2 separate regions of the Zea mays genome follow, and region 2 is linked to region 1. Evidence: chromatin contacts called from public Hi-C data. All regions are on one chromosome and are shown on one strand. Each heading gives the region's core, a stretch centred on a gene start, on an enhancer-like site or on the middle of the called end of the contact. The rest is flanking DNA. Distances are from core to core; before and after follow the strand shown.

The links. Hi-C and Micro-C count contacts between places; a contact is called where the count stands out from the background.
Region 2: a Hi-C map of leaf shows a contact between it and region 1, with 1.9 times the contacts expected there. The contact joins the promoter of LOC100281546 here to the promoter of LOC100272666 in region 1. A contact is called at or near these places in 5 of 25 Hi-C or Micro-C datasets (bundle sheath, ear, leaf and 1 more).

The regions. Positions count from the first base shown.
Region 1 is chr4:192,787,419-192,790,118 of Zm-B73-REFERENCE-NAM-5.0, forward strand. LOC100272666 reads right to left here and starts at 1,408. Exons shown (of 7, transcript NM_001147124.1): 1 at 684-1,408; 2 at 308-580. The coding sequence starts at 1,403.
Region 2 is chr4:193,002,520-193,005,219 of Zm-B73-REFERENCE-NAM-5.0, forward strand. It overlaps LOC100281546 (AMP-binding protein), which reads right to left and starts at 1,260. Exons shown (of 23, transcript NM_001154465.3): 1 at 1,006-1,260. The coding sequence starts at 1,129.

The DNA.
Region 1 (2,700 bases), core at 158-2,657:
TTGCAGGATGCTTGGAGAATCAACAAAACTGACAGATGAACTAAAAAAAACAGAAGCCGGGCGCAAGCCAGTTCAACTGATGTATGACAGGTTAAGGTAATCTACTTATTAAACTATAAAAATATCATCGTATTACGAAATCAAGTTGACGTATCCTTCCTCCCCAATGCCCAAGCCAGTTCAACTGTCGGCAGTCCCTACCACCCACACGTGCGCAAGGAAAGAATTGTGCTAGTAGCACACGGAATTTCTAATTGCCAAGCAAATCTCCCATGATTGATGATGATTCCTAGTCGGGCGGATGTACCTTGAGCTGCGCCAGTGCGGTGGGTGTCTCGGTGAGGAACTTGACGGCGAGCGTCATGAGCACGGAGGTGGTCTCGTACCCAGCCACCAGCAGGGACAGGCAGAAGTCCACCATCTCCTCCACGGAGAAGCTCCCGCCCTCCGCTTCGAGGAGCTCCTCCACCATGTCCTTCTTCTCCCCGTTCTTCTTACTGGCGCCACAGTCGTCCTCCGCCTTGTCGTCCATCCTCTTCCTTACCACCTCCCGAAGAGCTCCGGCCACCTTCTTCCTCGCCTGAATCGGGTAGGAAAGAAAAAAAACGCATCTTTATTACATCGATCCGTTACGGTAGAGACTGGGGAAAAGGAGGAGAGGAGAAAGGCAAAGGGGCGAGCACCTTGAGGGCCTGGCCGTAGACGGTGAACGGGAGGAGGGAGGCGAAGGGGAAGGGGATGGAGAAGAAGCCGTCGACGAGCTTCACGTACTCGCGCCGGACGCTCTCGGTCCACGGCCCAGGCTCGATGCTGACGAGCTGCCACACGGTGAGGTTGAAGGTGATCTTCTTGGCCTCGTCGAGGAGGCGCATGGCGCCGGCGCCGGGGCGGTCCCAGCCCCTCATGGTGGCGAGGACGAGGCGGTCGATGTGCGCCAGCAGCGGCGGCGAGGCCGGGCGGCCGAGGCGGGTCAGCGTGAGCGAGTGGAGGCGCTTGTGCGCGGGGCCCGAGGTGAGCAGCAGCGACCGCGGGCCCAGCAGCGTGGCGATGGACGACGGGTAGCTGCAGCTCACGGCGCGGCCCTCCGCGGCCAGCAGCAGGCGGTTGAAGGCCGGGTCGGCGGAGAACACGGTGCGCTCGCCGAACACGTGCGTCGTGAACACCCCGCTGCCGTGCCGCGCCACGCGCTCGTCGATGAACGGCTCCGGGTTCGGCGACTTGTACGCCGCGATGAGCCGCAGCGTCTCCCCGATGAGCGGCAGCCCCGTGCTCCCCGGCGGCAGCCGCGCCGACGCGGACCGCCGCCGCCCCGCCGCCGCCCGCCAGACCACGAGCAGCCACCCCAGCGCCGCGGCCAGCACGGCGCCCAGGAGGAACAGCGGCGGCGGACCGCCCGCGTCCATGGCAGTGGCGCCTTGGGTTGGGTGCGGAGTGGGGAGTGGAGCTCGTGCGCGTGTCGGGGAGTGACAGATTGTGTGAGTGATGCGCTGTTGCCAGAGATAAGAGATTCTTTGGCACCACCAGCCACACAAAAGTGGAGGATGTTGGTGGAGGTATTTATTAGACCGACTCGAACGAAATCTATAAAGTATCCTATACACTATAATTAAATAACATTTCTCTTTTCTATAGGCTTTAGGAATAGATATAATAACAGGTTGCAAGCATGCTTAATATTAGGATTGAGGAGAGAAGAAGCGGATAACAACTAAGGAAATTTGTAAAATATGTATAAAATATTTGAGGGTATAATAAATATAGATAATGCTCCTCCATCATCTATATCTATATAGACTCTCTTTCTCTCTCTTCTTTTTTCTTATCTATCTATTTATATATTTTAAACAACATATCAAGTAAAATAAGTATAAACCATTCGAGGGTACGACAAATATATAATTTGAGAGTATGACAAATATATACGTATAAAAATTTAGAATAAAATATGTCTTAATATGGATACTTAAGTATAGAATACGAGATATAGTGGATGCTGCTGAAGAGGATTGAAGTATAGATGAGTGAATATTTTAGAGTAGTTTGTAAAAGGAGGGATGTACATAAGGGATAGAGGGAATATGTATGTTTGGATATAGTCTTATTATGTTTGCTTGCAGCCTGTCATCATGTTACCTTAACTCATAAATCACATCTTCCTCTTAGGTCCCGTTTGGATCCCACCTTCTAAAGTTTGGTGACTAAAGTATAGTCACTTTTAGTCCTTAAACTGTCAAACATGGTGACTACAGTATAATCACATCTATGTTGTGTCTCAAAGCTTGTTTAAATTGGTCTCGACACATATCCATATGTAAAGGATATCTTCACGGGTTCTACGAGCTTACTCGAGAAAAGATAGAGCCCACGAGATAGAGAGGATGGAGAAGAAATACAAAGTTGGAATTTAGGCTCCATATGTAAGCGTACCGTATCTATATATCACATGGATATATGTATATCTATTTAGACCGGCTCTAAGATCTGAATATTGATAGAGGATTTGAATGTGTGACTTGTAATATGGGGACCGTGATGACAAAAAAAAAGGTTGAGTTCCTAAAACATGTGATTTTCATGTTTAGGAGCCGGTATACACAATCAATCAAGTTTGAGATCTAAACAAATAATTTACAAGTTTAAGAAACGAGATGATATAGATGAACAAGTTTGATGATTTAAATGGTTGATTTATGATATTAA
Region 2 (2,700 bases), core at 10-2,509, 210 kb after region 1:
AAAAGTCAAGTGCTAATGAAATCTTAGGTTTGGATACAGATGGAAAATATGCATGTTGCCTCTGAGAAATGGTCGCTCACTGAAACATGAACAGTTGAAACTGGGAATGATATAAATGGGGCCGATGGGTATTGGGCGATGGGCAGGTAAGCAACAGATAGCAGCAAACCATTGATGTCCACATTAATTGTAAAAAAAAAACAGTGTACAGATTCGAACGTAAGCCTGCCCACTGCATCGATTAATATAGGGATACAGTTTCTCTATGCTTTCCATTGTTTATACTTTATAGCAGCATGTCATACTGTTGATACATGTGCATCGCAACGGCAAGAGGATCTCGTTTGCATGAAACAACCAGCGTCCTCTCTAGTCTCCATCACTAAACAAAGTGGGTGCACCGTAATCAGCCGACACAGGCACAGCAGAAGCGAATTCCAAAATCCAAACTGAAAGAGCAGCACCTCTTCTTCTTTTTTTCACTCGCACCACCGTTTCCTGCATCAAAACTGTGGGGGCTGCCGGCCTACCCATAGCATTAGATATTTCGATATATAGGGAGAAAAGTCAAAAAAGGGATGAGACACCCCAGTCCATTGCCATCTGAAGAGGAGTCCCCGATTCAGTGCAAAAAAGCGGCGGTTCGCAGTCTTATACTAGTATACGGTTAAAAAAAGGTAGAGCGGTCAAGCGATCGATCCGCTGCTGGTACGTGGCGGCGCCCCGTGTGCGGCTCCGGCAGCCGACGCGCGCCCCCGACACGGCTGCCTGCGACTAGCTCTAGAGCGCTTCGGATCGGCTCAATTCGTCTCGTCGTCCCACACAGGACGGCGGCGGGTGGGTATTGTAGCGATGGTAAAATAGTAAATAGTATAAGTATATGGCGGAGTAGCTCCCTCCGAGCCTGACATCCCACCCCGCGGCGCCGCATGCATCCCGAACTGGAGAGGAGGGGCGATAGGTGACAGGGAGGGAAGGGGGGGGGGGGGAGCGCGGCGTACGTACCGTGGGCGTACTCGGCTGCGGCGGCGGTGGGGTTGGCGGAGAGGCCGCATCCGCCGGCCGGAGGCTGGTGGTGGTGGACGTGGGCGGCGCCCAATGCGGACTGCTCCTGCTCCTCCCGCGCCATTGTTTCCTTGCGCTGCTCCTGCTAGGCTCGGGCTCCCTCCCTTTGGCGTTTCGTGGCGTGGGGGGGAGGAGGATGTGTGGGAAGGCGCGCGCGAGGCCGAGGAGGGAGGGACCCCCCGAGGTGGCGGATATGCGTTGTTGGCGTGGGAACCGAGAGGGTAGGGATAGCGATATGGTGCGTCGCCGTCGCGTCGGTCGGGGACGGACGGAGACGGACACGGCTCCTCGTGCTCGCTCGCTTTGCCGCTTGCGTGCGCCTACTACTAGCCGTATAGTATAGTAGGCAAAAAAAAAAAACGGTTTCTAGATGGAATCAAGTGTGCATCGGCGCTCCCGACGCCTTTTTGGCGCCCGCCGTCTATAGGGATAATACTAGTAATTACAAATATATAATAATAACGACATAAACAAAAAATTGCTGTCTCAAGCGTCAGTTTGCTTGCTTGCGTGCGCGCGTCTCTCGTCTCGTCCTGCGACGCTACGCTACGCGACGCGGCACGGAACGGCACGGCATGGCATGGCAGGACACGGCACGGGCGGACGCGCGGCCCCGCAGAGCGTCCGGCGGTGTGGGAAGAGACTGAGCGGCAACGACACGGCGCGCGGTGACCACGTCCTGCATTGCATGTGGAAACGCAACGTGGTAGGAACGCGCCGCGGTGTGAACGACGTCGCTACGCTATCATCATCGTTTCTGCGTGCCTCCTGCTGCTGCTAGATGTCCACATTGGAGTTTCTTCTACGTACGTTTGGGTCCGTTTGGCGACGGTAGCCAACCCATCAGACGAGCAGAATTGACGATGATCTCGATCCAAAACATTGTTCTACCGGGCTAACCAAACACGCTCTACTATAGTCTATAATACATAATAATCGGTGGGTGTGGACGGAGGCCTCAATGTGATGTCTTCTAACAGTATATTTTTTAATTAATTAATGCCCCACGGCTATACTAGAGACGGACCTGTGTAAACGTAAGGCTGAGGGAGATGAGAGAGTCCAGACCCCGCTCAATCTCTACTACTAACTATGTGCCTATCGTAGGCGTCCACAATTCTACGGTTCTGCCGTCGCGCGCCGAGCCTGCCATCTCCCTCCGCGCTCCATCCGCCGCCATCCGCGCTCGCCTCCCTCCGCGCTTCCTGGAGCCGCTTGCTCCTTCCTTCGACGGCACAGATCCCCTGTGCCTACCATCTCCCTCCGCCCTCCCGCCCCTCCAATTCTCTGTTTCTCACGCCAGGTAGGGTTTCTTACCTCCGTGTCGCCGCCTCCGTTCATTGTCCGCGACGCCACCTCCATTCCCCATCTGCACCATCGTCGGCCCAAAGTCATCAGCCTCCGCACCGTTCATGGAAGGGCGTACTGGAAGGTCTGCATCCGCTCTACTCTCTATCCCCGCTAATCTCGTGTCTGCGCGTCGCTCTCTTCCACCCTCCAATCTCGCGCCGTCTCCTCCCCGTGCTCCATCTCCTCGCCCTCGATCGTGTCTGGCGTTCTCTTCCCCGTCCTCCGTCTCCTCGTCCTCCTCCGTGTCACCGAGATCCGCGCGGTGGCGGCCTCCGAGTATGCCCT